2 separate regions of the Mus musculus genome follow, and region 2 is linked to region 1. Evidence: chromatin contacts called from public Hi-C data. All regions are on one chromosome and are shown on one strand. The core of a region is the stretch at or near the end of the contact, and the rest is flanking DNA. Distances in the headings are between cores, read along the strand shown. Region 1 overlaps Rps15a (ribosomal protein S15A). Region 2 holds the start of Coq7 (demethyl-Q 7).

What was found. Hi-C and Micro-C count contacts between places; a contact is called where the count stands out from the background.
Region 2: a contact with region 1 is called in a Hi-C map of CD8 T cells, with 4 times the contacts expected there. The contact joins the promoter of Coq7 here to the enhancer-like site in region 1. A contact is called at or near these places in 1 of 39 promoter capture datasets (embryonic stem cells), 20 of 484 Hi-C or Micro-C datasets (the BV-2 cell line, CD4 T cells, CD8 T cells and 11 more), 5 of 115 datasets of contacts at active chromatin or transcription factors (the 230-238 cell line, the NIH/3T3 cell line, cardiomyocytes and 2 more) and 4 of 9 other capture datasets (adipose tissue, liver, macrophages and 1 more).

The regions. Positions count from the first base shown.
Region 1 is chr7:118,102,912-118,109,277 of GRCm38.p6, forward strand. Rps15a (ribosomal protein S15A) reads right to left here. Exons shown (of 5, transcript NM_170669.2): 5 at 1,463-6,282. The coding sequence ends at 6,189. Among named protein-coding and RNA genes, the nearest start is that of Rps15a, 10 kb to the right of the region's middle. Within about 2 kb of position 2,225, at least 77 of the 459 cell types and tissues checked have an H3K27ac peak or open chromatin away from gene starts, as enhancers often do. A contact at or near this core is called in the BV-2 cell line, CD8 T cells, the G1E-ER4 cell line and 3 more, where this site is marked.
Region 2 is chr7:118,528,864-118,535,186 of GRCm38.p6, forward strand. Coq7 (demethyl-Q 7) reads right to left here and starts at 4,493. Exons shown (of 6, transcript NM_009940.3): 1 at 4,316-4,493; 2 at 696-874. The coding sequence starts at 4,388.

The sequences.
Region 1 (6,366 bases), core at 975-3,474:
GATGGAGTTGATATTGGGGTGTGCCAACTCAAAGCCCTGGATCTGGGCCTGGATGGTATCTGAGCTGCTCACCTGCCAGCTCTCCCACACCCACAGCACCAGGGAAAGCTCTCCTGCACTGCAACTGTTAAGGGCAGAGCCAGTTCTCCCACTCTCATGCCCTTGGGCGGCTCTGCCACTTGCTACAGGTGGTAAAGAGTGGGGGAGGGAGCATGTTTCCCCTCACCTATGCCACCACACAACAGATAAGTGGCAGGGCCAGCTCTGCCATGCTCACACCCTTGGGGCCAGTTTACCAACAACTCCCACTACCAGGGCCAGCTCTACTGTGCTTCCTAGGTGAGGTGTAGGACCTGCAGCCGGCTAGGGGTGGATAGGGTGAGCTCTCCTACTCTCCACCTTCATGGCTAGCTCTCCTAGGGCTGGGAGGCAAGGGATGGGGCCAGCTCTGCACAATCCTCATACAATGACAGGGCAGCAGCCCAGACCAGGGACATCTGACTAGCCTTTGGTGGTAACAAAGGACCTAAAGACCAGGACCTCACTACGGCCTTAGGTGGTACTCAAATCAGGCTCCTTGATTCTCTAGTTCTGCCTCTCTTCATTGTGCACATTCTTCTGTTTCTTTCTCTTCCATCTCTCTACCACTTGGTCATCCTAGTGGTGCCCAGTCTCTGGGTGTCTGGGGTCCTCTTAGGAATGGTCTCAGAAGTGCTATACCTTGCCCATGCCATGTGGCACCAGGTGGAAGTTGTCTTGGGCGTGGTTTTGAAATCAGTTTTGAAAGGATGAAAGGATTGGGCTAGTTCAGATATGCAGATCTTGGAGTAAGTGAGCAGTGTACATATCTGGTTATCCATGGAGACAGGAGGGAGCCACCATGAGTCTCCACGTGCGAGTTTGCATCCCCATTCATCACACACCCAGGGCTTCCCCTCTCCTCTCTCCAGACTTCACACTGTGCAACTATAGCCTATGCCAGAAGGTTCAACCATACACAAGGCTTCCCCACACACCCACAGTTAAGACTATTACTTAAGCAAGAAAGACAGCTGTAAGAAGCTAATTAGGAAACCTTCAGAACAAAGAAATTGCTGAAGAAATTGACCTTGGAGAATACTAGGCCAGGACAGCTTAGAAGAGCCCAGGCAGTGACACTCTGAGATTATCAAGGTTTCTAGCAACCTGTCCCAAATGAAAATTGCTGCGTACAAGGGTCAGCCTCCTTCGACTGTGTGCACAGCTGGGAGTGTGTGTGTGCTGAGTGGCTTTAAGCAGCAGTCAGGCAAGGTGACAGACCCAGAGGTGTGACATGGCCAGTGCCCAGCAGTCTTGAAGGAGCAAGAAACCAATGTTTTGTTTGTTGCAAGTCCAGCTGCTCACCACACCATAGTGTGATCAGGTAGAAACCAGGCAAGCTTATTCAAAAGGTCACCAATTCAGAAGCCATTCAGACAAGAGGTTTTAAAAAAAATGCTTTATTTTATTCACACACACATGTTCGCACAAAGAGAGGCCATAAATTCGAGAAATTGAGTAAGAGGAGAGCACATAGGAGAGGTTGAATGAAAAGGACAGGGAGAGAGGCCAACATAATTGTATTTTACTTTCAAAGACTTAAAAAATCAGAAATTTCATTTCATTACTCCATCTCCCCCCACCCCACCCCCAGGCGTGTACAAGCACACTTGAAGGCCAGAGGAGGGTGTCAGACTCCCCGGAGCCCAAGTCATAGGCTAGTGTGAGCAGCCCGACGGAGGTGCTGGGGACCGAACCTGAATCCACTCAGGAGCAGCAAGTGCTCTTAACAACCTAGCCATTGTCCCAGCCCCTAAATTATCTCATTGATAAGACCAAGAACCCAAAAAGGAATTTCAGTAACAACAGTTCAGCCCTGATTCACCAAGAATGATGGTGACTCATCATCTTTGCTATCTATACTTTCTGCTGACTCACAACTCCTGGTCACTCAGGTTTCTGCTGACTCATGATTCCTGTCAGCTGACTCAAGACTTCCATTATAACTTCCCTTCCCCTCATCTCTCTGCTTCAGGCCCCAAATACTTACTGCTTCTCTTTGCCCTCATTCATCATCTACAGAAAAGGATCTCAATTTTCCCAATACCCCTGGTTATTAGATTTCCCACATGGCAGCCTCACTAGCCCCCATCACTCTGAGTACAAAAGCTGAGAAGAGTGAAGAACCCCCCAGGGGCTGTTATTAGGACTGCAGACATACTATAGTCAGGACAGGTCAGTCCGGACTCCACATCTTCTTCCCAGAAGCATTCAGACTCCCTCTCAGGATTAAAAACAAGTAAAATAGTGTTATGCCAAGCACCACTTTCATTTTACAGTTTATCCCAAGCCTGACCACAGTACTAGAACATAGCCTCTTTGTACCCATTTCACAGAAATGAAAACCTATTTAGAAGGGACACTCAAATTCATGCTTCAAGCAACTGGCAGGATACGATAGATCTGAATGCTGAGGCTTCTTCAGTAGGGCTCACCATAGTCATAAATAAAACCATAATCTCAAAACCATTATGTCTTAAGTCAGAGTTTCTATTCCTACACAAAACATGACCACGAAGCAAGTTGGGGAGGAAAGGGTTTATTCAGTTAACACTTCCACACTGCTGTTCATCCCCAAGGAAGTCAGGGCTGGAACTCAAGCAGGTCAGGAAGCAGGAGCTGATGCAGAGGCCATGGAGGAATGTTACTGGCTTGCTTCCCCTGGCTTGTTCAGCTTGCTTACAGAACCCAGAATTACCAGCCCAGAGATGGCACCACCCACAAGGGGCTAGCCCCCATCCCCCCATCACTGAGAAAACTGCTGAATCTCATGGAGGCATTTCCTCAACTGAACTCCAGCTTGTGTCAAGTTGACACAAAACCAGCCAGCACACTTCGTAAATGAAAAACCCATTTAATGTACTGCCATTCTACACAACGTTGCCATTCTATACAACATGTAGGCTCAGCAGGCAAAGGTGCTTGCTGCCAATCCTGACTGGATCCACTGTAAAGAGAACCATTTCTCGACAGCTTGACCTCAATCAAGGCAAAAGCTTACACGTGCATACATTTAGTAGTTTACTAAGTAAACAATTAAGGTCGGTGCTGGCTCACCCCAGCCTTCCTTGATTGTTCTGAGAACGCGTGGTTATCCTATTCAATCTAAAGCAACCCTTATTTTATACTCAAGTGATAATCCCCTGCGGCACCCCACTTGCTGTGCTGTACGAGTGGTGAGAACTATGGTGTTCCTGTGGACATGCCTGCCATGCAATGCAAACACCTCAGGGGGCCAGACTAGGCCACACTGCAAGACCTGCTTTTAAAAGAGGGGAAAATGGTGCTGGAGAAATGGCTCAGAGAAATAGCTGCTCTTCTAGAGGATGTAGGTTTGCTTCCCAGCATCCACTGGGGCTTAAAAACTGTCTATTAACTATAGTTAAAAGGGAATCTAACACCTCTCCTGCTTGGGCACTGCACCCATGTAGTGTACACATGTAGAACTAATTAAGTGGGCCTGGTTTCTCTCTGGTGAGGACTCAAGGTCAAAAGAGGGAGGTGGGAGGGAGAATGGGGTGGATGAAAAAAAGGCCACCCTATGGGTTTGCTATCAGGGATCTCTCAAATGCCGGTCTCTGGGACACTGGAGGCATAAACTGCATAACCCAAGGTAGCTCTTGTTCAAATTAATCAAGGATCTCCAGATAAACCAAAGATGTAGCCAAGAGAGATGCCATCCTTAGGGGTAAGGTAAGAAAGATGCTGAGACAGGCAAGCTTGAAATTTCCACTGAACCTACAATAGTTTTTGGATGGAGGAATGAGTGACAGGTAGGTGGGTTACATAGGGGGATGAACAATGCAGGCATGAGATGGAAATAGGTAGCAGACTTGCCCTCCGGCAGCCTATAGTCTGATAGGCTGACAGTATAGTCTGCTAAATTTAGGACTCTTCCAACAACTTCACATCTACCAAGGAGACAGCAGAATTTGGTAAGTCTATTCATTTTGTGCTGACCATCCAGGCCAGAGCACATTAGGCTCTTGATAGTGTTCTTGTCCCTTCATACTTCTTCACTGACCAAAAGCCCAAGCTAAAGGTATGGCCTGGGTGACTATGCCCCTCTATGAGGAAGGGGACACAATCACTTTCCCTATGGCTAGGTAGGTATTGAGAATTCACCTGTCAGCCAGGCATGAAGGCTCAGGCTCATGCTTTAATCCTAGCAGTTGGGAGGCAGAGGCAAGCAGATCTGAGTAAAGACCATCCTGGGTCTACAGAGCAAGTCCCAAGAAAGCCAAAACTACACAGAAAAACCCCATCTCAAAAAAAATAAAAGATAATCTTTAAAAGACCACTCATCACATGACATAAATCTATAATCCTAGAATTTGGGAGGCTAAGGCAGAAAGATTACAAGTCTGGGACCAACACTTCTTGCATTTGGCTAGCCCAGGAAAAATCCTAACACTGTCTCAGAATAAAAAAATTTTTGAAGGACATGGAAAGGGAAGGGGGCTTAGAATCAATCATGTGTAGAGTACACATGATACTCTAAATTGCAGTGTAACCGACCACTAATCTACAAATGAGCAAGCTTAACTTCCTACACAAGGATAGGAGGGATAGAAGCCGTGGGAGGGACTCTGATATCCACTCGAAGGAAAACCTCACTTGTAAAGATAAGAGGATTATTTGACTATGAAATATGCTTAACAACTGAACAGGAAGCTAATTTTGATCCTCAAAGAGAAAGACAGCACCAATTAATGGGAACTGCCATTTCCCCAGAGCCAATAAGCTAAATAAAACTGAATTTGTTTCCTTACAACATATCAAACACTGACACTGGACTTTCCTAAACAGCCAACTGCCAGACTAGGGGACTTGAGATCCACTTTCCCAGGCTCCTCCTTCCCTTGGGATCACCTCCAGGGAACTCAATAGAGCCACCTGCTTCTTATGGAAGATGGCAACGATGGTTGGGGCAGCTCATCCTGTCAGTCAAGGCAGGAGCAGCACCAAAATGAGGGAGGGTACAGCTTCCCACAAACTTTGTGCCTCACACACAGTAAACACTTTCAGTATTTTTGTCACAGCAACTAGTAAGTAGTAGACACACAGAGACCTTGTAAACTTTCCTGCATGGACAAATCATCAACAGATCTGAGCAAAGTCTGGGGGTAGAGATCCCCCAAGTTCGGCAGGTCGCAGAGCAGAGCTCATCAGCATGGCAGGACACAGCACCAGTTGTAGCGTTTTCTCAACTAAAGCAGGTACATTATTTCAAACTGGTTTTTCCAACAGACAAGTCCGAGGGGCTTCTGTTGTTCTGAAGAGCCACGTGGGTGCTGAGTGACCAAATGACTTGAATTTAATACCTATTTTAAATGTTATGGCAGACTAAGTCCACAATTCACAACCTCTGAAGCTACTACTAGAAGCTGTAGGGATGGAACTTAGTAGGAAGACAAGTCTCTGGGGAATGGCTCCTTAGTTCTGGGATGAGCAGCTTGGTTCCACCAGGTGTCCACCCACCAGATACTAACCATGGACAGTGAAACCAGAGCCATACCAATGTTTCATTTGATGTATGTTCCACAGCAACAAAGCTAATAAGTCACCATGCTAGGCATGGTGGCACTTACCTTTAAATCTGGGAGACAAAGTGCAGACAGATACCCTGGAATAACCTGCGAACCCAACTCAAGCTCCAAGCCTTTTTTTTTTTAAACCAGCTGTCAACCTTTATATGGTTTCTGAATCTAGACTAGCCTTGATACCCAAGAAATGGCATTTTTCAGGGCTGAGATTAAGAGCCAACAGTGTGACAGAATGTAAGTCTACCAAGTCTGGGTGATGAAAGGGGGCTGTAGGCAAAGACCCATACAGGAGGCCTGTGCTTCTCATTGGCAAATAAACCAGACTCACTGCACACTCAAGGGACCATCCTGTCATTAACCACCTTATGCTGATGTTACTGGCATACAACCCAAGCTGGAGGTGAAGTGAAGACAATGGTCATGCTTTCAATATCTACATAAAACCTCACAGCTGAGCATCACCAGAAGTGTCACCAGTCAGCACAGCCAGCTACTCTGCTGCAGAGATTCAAAAGGACTGACCCTGAGCACAGTCCACAAAGGCTTTTTATTTATGCTTTACGTTTAAAAAAAGAATCCCAGGATTTTCCCTCCTGTATGTTTTCGTCTTGCCTCTTCATGGTCCATAATGCCAGCCGAGGTTGTCAGCACAATGAAGCTATGAAGGAAACAAACACGCTGGTGAGTAACTATTCCAACCATGCTTCACTCTGCTCACCACCACCCTTAACAATGCTCAGTT
Region 2 (6,323 bases), core at 3,243-5,742, 430 kb after region 1:
CACAAGCAGGCACCCACCATCTTACACATGGGATGAGCTCTGGGGACTGGGATCTGTGGGGATCTAAGCTGCCATGTGTCATGGTGACAACAGGATCTGGTTTATTCCCCAGCCAGACCCAGGGAGGTGGGGGTTACCAGGCTAGTGTGCACACAGGGAAATGAAAACCTAGAGGTCAGGTGACCTCTTCAGGGTCGCAGAAGTAGATGAGAGATCTGGAAAGGAAACCTAGATCTTCGGGGCTGTTAACCCCTCTCTCTGATACTCTGTGCTAGGACAAGCCTACAACAACCTCCTGGCACATGGAACATTCTTCTAATGGAGGGACTTTCAGCCTTTTCTGCAATGAAACATTAACACCACAAATACACCCAATTTCCAGACCCAATTTCTTTCTCTCTTACTTTCTTTCCCCCTCTCTCCATTTTTTTCTTTCTGACCTGGAACTTCCTATGTAGACCAGGCTGGCCTCAAAGTCCCAGCGATCACCCTATCTCCAGCTCCCAAGTGCTGGGATTATAGGCATGCACCACCACACCCAGCCAGAGTCAATGCATATCTGTGCTTTTAGACAACAGAGCAAGTGCTTTGTTCCAAGTGCCTCCCTTTGGAGCACACAGCCAAAAGTGATGCCCGAGGGCTTCAGATACACTGCCAGGGCAACAGACTGGGCTGAGACTCAGGGAAGAACCCACCTGAATGACAGGGCCAACACTGGTCCGACCGAGCACGGCCATTTGCCCTGCATAGATGCGGTTTGCTCCATATTCACCAGCGTGATCCACCCGAATTATTCGATCCACGGCTGCCCGGTTAATATTGTCTAAGGTCATCCCCGAACTGTGACACCTGATGATGAGGCCTCTTCCATACTCTGCAATGAAAAAGCAAGTGTCCGTCTCATTATCCACACAGGACACTGACATTCCTGAAAACGGAGTTGTGGGGTCCAGGGATGGAACTCAGGCCCTTGTGCTGGAAAGCAAGCACCTTTACCCACTGAGTCATATCGCTGGCCTGTTGCCTTTTTGCCGACAGAATGAAAGACAAGCCTGAGGGCTGGACACATCTACCAGTGTGTGTTCTTTATCACCTGCAATGCTCAAACCCAAAAGACTTCACCTAAAGACTAGGGTTTCCGGATTTACTTTAAACATATGGCGATCTGGAAGGACCGAAATCTGTCCTCACAAGGCAGCTGACGTGACAGCTGTTTCAGGAAAGGGAGGCTCCCCTCTCAAGCTGTACAGCAGAAGCCCCTGGAGTGCACCCAAAGCTATCTATAATGCTCTCCCTAAGTCTCCCTGGGAAGCGGCCAGTGTTGATGTTCTGAAAAAGCTCAGGGGACAAAGCCTGGCATCCCAAGTTGAGGCTTCAACGTTCTTTTAATACACCAATTCCACGGGCAGGTGACTGAGACCCTGCCTGACAAGGTTTGACCTCAGACTAAACTCTTCTTCAAATGTAAACACTTTCACTATACTTCCAAGCTCCAGATTAGAGGATCTTGAATGTTTACCTCATCCCAGAAGGGTCCTGTAGTAATGTGTGTTTATTCCATATAAAAACGGAAACCCACAGGCCCTCTGGTTTGTCACTCTAGCTGCACCCTGTTTAAAGTGCTGCAGGCTCTCTGCTTGCTATGACCACCATGTCTTTGGAAGACACTTCTTTTCACCTAAGCAAACTTCAACATCCAGAAAAGGGGTGGAAAAGTTCCCATACGTCTTTGGCTCTTTCATCAAGAAGGCTTAAGGTCTTTGGACACAAGGCCACGGGGCAGGATTGGAGTATCTGGTGTGTATGCATGCCGTCGTTGGGAACGTGAGCTTTGCTACCAAGTAGAATTTTAAATGCTGTATCTATTTATCATGGTGCTGGAGATTAAGCCTGCCCTGAGCTACATCAACAGTCCTGGGACAAATAGCGCTGTGTGTGCAAAGGCACGTGGATTCTGCAGGAGAATGGCTTTGGTCTACTGCGCATGGCATGCTCTGCCTCACTCAGCTCACTGACTCTAACTGGACAGAGTCTGTGGAGCAGACACGGCACCTCAGCTCTCCTGCCGAGTGTAAGACACCAACCATTCCAAACTGTCTTCAGACAGTGGGGCTCTACGGTTTGAGGCCCATATTTTATGGGACAGTGATGGGACACAATCAGGAACTTGTTGCATTTCTGTGTCCAAGTTCAAGGGCTTATGCTTCTGGCCAGCTTGTCTCCATGCAGAAAGCAGGGTCTGGAGACAGACTTGGTGAGCCAGTTGTATTTCTCAACACAATCTTGTTTGCTTGTGCTCTTACTTTTTAGCAAAGAAAGTTCAAGGCAACCCAGTACTCCTTTTTAAAAAGTATATTAAGGAATAACAAGGGGCCTGGGGAGGTGGCTCAGCGGTTAAAAGCACTGACTGCTCTTCCAGAGGTCCTGAGGTCAATTCCCAGCAACTACATGGTGGCTCAGGAGCATTTGTAATGGGATCTGATTCCCTCTTCTGGTGTGTCTGAAGACAGCTACAGTGTGTTCACATATATAAAATAAATCTTTTTTTTAAAAGAAGAATAACAAGGAGCTGAGCAGGTGGGCCAAGTTTATATGGCTGGCTTTTGAGGTGTGATAAACAGGATTCTTTATAACTGAGAACACACTGGAATGTTCTCTCAAACACAACTTCTGCACTCAATGACTGGGAGAGGGTAGTGTTTGTCCTTTTACCTAAGAAATCAGTATAGGTATTAATCCCAGCATGAGTTGGCAGAGCTCTGTGAATTGAAGGATATCCTGGTGAACAAGCAAGGTCCAGGTCAGCCAGCGCTAGAGGCTGTCTCAAAACCAAATTAAAACCTATCCAGTAGCAAGGCTAGTTTTATTTTTTTAAGGAGACACACACTTAAGGTTTTTTTTTAATTATTATTATCATGAGGGTATATGAAACAAAGGAAACTAAGTTACTTCATAAATGAAAACAAGTGATTCTTATTGTTAACCTGTTCACTGGGTTAGCAAGGAACCTTAAAATTCACATCCCTGAGACCTGACTGCCTTGTTACACACTTTAAAATAAAGCTGAATCGCAGAGCTAGAAGCTCTCAAGAGTGCTGTTCCAGCCATGGTATCTGGGAGATTTTAAGTGGCAAATGAGAAGATTTTAAGTGGCTTATGGACACATAAATTACATACTAAGAGGCTCTTAAAAAGTCTCTTCTGATCCATTTATCACCAAGGAAAACATCTCTATAACTGGCATGTCTTGAAAAATATCCAAACACTTGCTAAGCACTCTTCTCTTCCAGAAAGAAAAACAACCTTGGACTCAAGCCTTGGAAGGCACACACAACAATATCTAATGAAGTTTCATAGCTGTTCTCATGGTATTGGTGGTGGTGGTGGTGGTGTGTGTGTGTGTGTGATTACTCATCCATTTGGGGGCAGACAATTCTGGCTTATTATTTACCAAAAGGATGTAGTTTCAATTAAATTACTTAATAAGTTGTAGTTAAACAAAAACACATCTCAAACCTCCAAACAATATTGCCTTCAGGCAAAATAGAAATCTAATGCTTGAAGATTTAGTTTCGAGAAAATGACCACGATTTTCTGGGGCAGCTCGGATGAATCAGACCTGAATCCAAACCTACCTCTCTCCATTCCAAATTCAAAGCTTACCATATTTTGCAATACAAACAGTCCCATGAGAGGCTTGATAAAAACAGAGACTCTACGGCTCAAAAGAAGGCTCAGCAGTTAAGAATGTGTACTGCACTTGCAAATGACTTGAGTTGGGCTCCCAGCACCCATATATAGGGATTCACAAACTGCCTGTTACTCTAGTTGCAGATTCAAACCCCAATTCTGGCCTCTCTAGAATTTAATTATTGTGCGCACGCACGCGCGCGCGCGCGCGCACACACACACACACACACACACACACACACACTTTTTAAAACTCTAAAACCTATCAATCCAGTGGATAATGAGGGGGACCCGAAAATCTGCATTTATAACAGATTGATGCTGTCGTCGGAAGGCTACTTTGCTTGAGAAAGTCCCGAGTGGAGACCGGAGGGACACTGCAGGACACTCAAGTTCCACACTTGCACTGACGTCACATCACAGGCTGGTAATCACTTGTTCCCCGGCAGGGCATCCTGCAGAAGTTCACCCGTTCCTATCAATCAACTAGACGTACTACAAACCCCACCCCCATGTCGCGCGCTTGTGACGTATAGACGTCCTCCCCGTGACATCCGTGACCTCCACTGCAAATAGTCACCGGCGAAGAGCCCCGCGCCGAACCACGACCCCGAACGGCCGGTACCTGAGAAGGGCCTCCGGACACCAGTGCGCAGGCGTCCCACGGAAGCAGCCGCTATGGCTCCGGCGGCGCTCATCGCTGCGGACAATGCAGCTATGGTCCAAACGCCCCGCCAATCGTGCTCTCGACTCAGGGTGATGACGCATAGATGCCGCGGACCGAGAGCCAGAGGAAACGCCCCTAGGCCCTGGATTACACCCGATTGGTTAGAAATGACCGATTCACGTACTCTATTGGGTCTTCCCCCTGTCGATCATTGTAACGTCGTGAAGGCGCCCGGTCGGCTCTTAGGGTTGATGCAGAGCTGCCCTGGAGAGGCATTTTAGGTTAGGGTTTCTCCCTGTCTTGGAAAGGCGACCCGCAGGTCACTGTTGTTTCCTCCACGTTATGGAGATTATTTTTCTCTATTAAGAGCCGATTTACACCTGAAAGTCAGCAATTACCTGGTAAAACATGCCAGTTTTCGGTGTAATTGTGGGTTTCCCAGTTTGTTTCCCGTTACTTTCCGTTCCTTCTCAATTTTTATATTGAGATTTGCTTCATTGTTCATCCTTTACTGGATTATTCATGGCCTAGTGCACATTAGTGATGAACATAGCTGTGTGTTGAGGGAAGGAAAATTTAGTAACATACATTAAACATTTTAAAGTGCATATCCATTAATATGACAGCTAGGATCTAGCCAATAGAAATAAATTTTCAAGTCAGATAAGTATATAAGGGGAAAAACCATACCTGCAAGGATAATCAGTGCCTATTATAGGACCACTAGAGACTGTGGCTTTAGGAAAACTAGAGTTTGCACCCTTGGCGGGAGGGGGGCGGGTATTTGATTCATAGCTACTGTAAAATAAATGAAACTACTAACCCATTCTATATAATTATAGTGTTCAATTAGTATACTACAGTAACTTAAAATTAAGACGAGCCCAAGTACTGGGCCTTAGCGGCAGTGAGGGTACTTAAATATTCCTGTGGAATACTCAACCTAAATCTGGCTCTCAAAGCCTTCAAATGTTCAGAACCTTTCCCGTGCATTCCACTTCTAGATCTGTCCTAAAGAGATAAAAGAATGTTGAGGTGTATGTCCTAGTTATTACTGGAAATTTTTGGAAGTGTTAAAAAATTGGAGCTAGAGAGAGCTCAGAAGTTGAGAACACTTCTTGCTCCTGTAGAGGACCTGGGTTTGATTCCCAGAAGCCACAGCAGGAAGCTAACAACGGCCTGTAACTCCAGTTCCAAGTGACCCAGCACTCTCCTCCGGACTCTCTGCACATGTGACACACAGACAAATACATGTTTTTTAAAAAGGTTACCATCAAGAGAATGCTAACAAACTATGACTCATGAGCACAGTTAGCAGCTCCCTGAAATGGATGTAATGACGAGTTCAGATCTGATTATGTCACTCAGGCTTGCCTTAAACTGGTGAAATGGCTGCTTTGGCCTCTGGAGCTTCCAGGGGTGTTAGAACAATGAACTTTGAAAGAACTTTGGATAAAATAGAACATTTAAGTGGAAAATATGAGACTACTACATTTTCTTTCTTCCCTCCATTTGTGCTTGCTTGCTTTCTTCTCCCTTCTCTCTCCTCTCTCTTTTTCTCTTTCTCTCTCTCTTTCCCTTCCTCCTCCCTCTTCCCCTTCCCCCACTCTGGTTATGAGACAAGAATTTCACCCTGTATCCAGATGACTTTCAACTTGCTGTGTCATCCAGGCTGGCCTTTGGTGCCTCTTTAAAAAAAACTTGTGTGCTTATGTGTAATTTTGATTTTTCTCTGTGGTTTTCAATGTTCTCATACTTTATAGTAAGCACTTTCATATTTTCAAAAGACAACGAAGAATATGTGATTCCATAATCAAATTCTGAAATATAAAAGCAAGTTTGTCTTAGTTTTGTATTTTAAGTGTAAGGGAACTGTCTCTGAAGGTGAAGGAATTTGTTCACAGTCACACAGCAAAGAGCATGTCCCATGTTTCAAGTACCTCTCATGCTCTGGACAGGTTTCTGG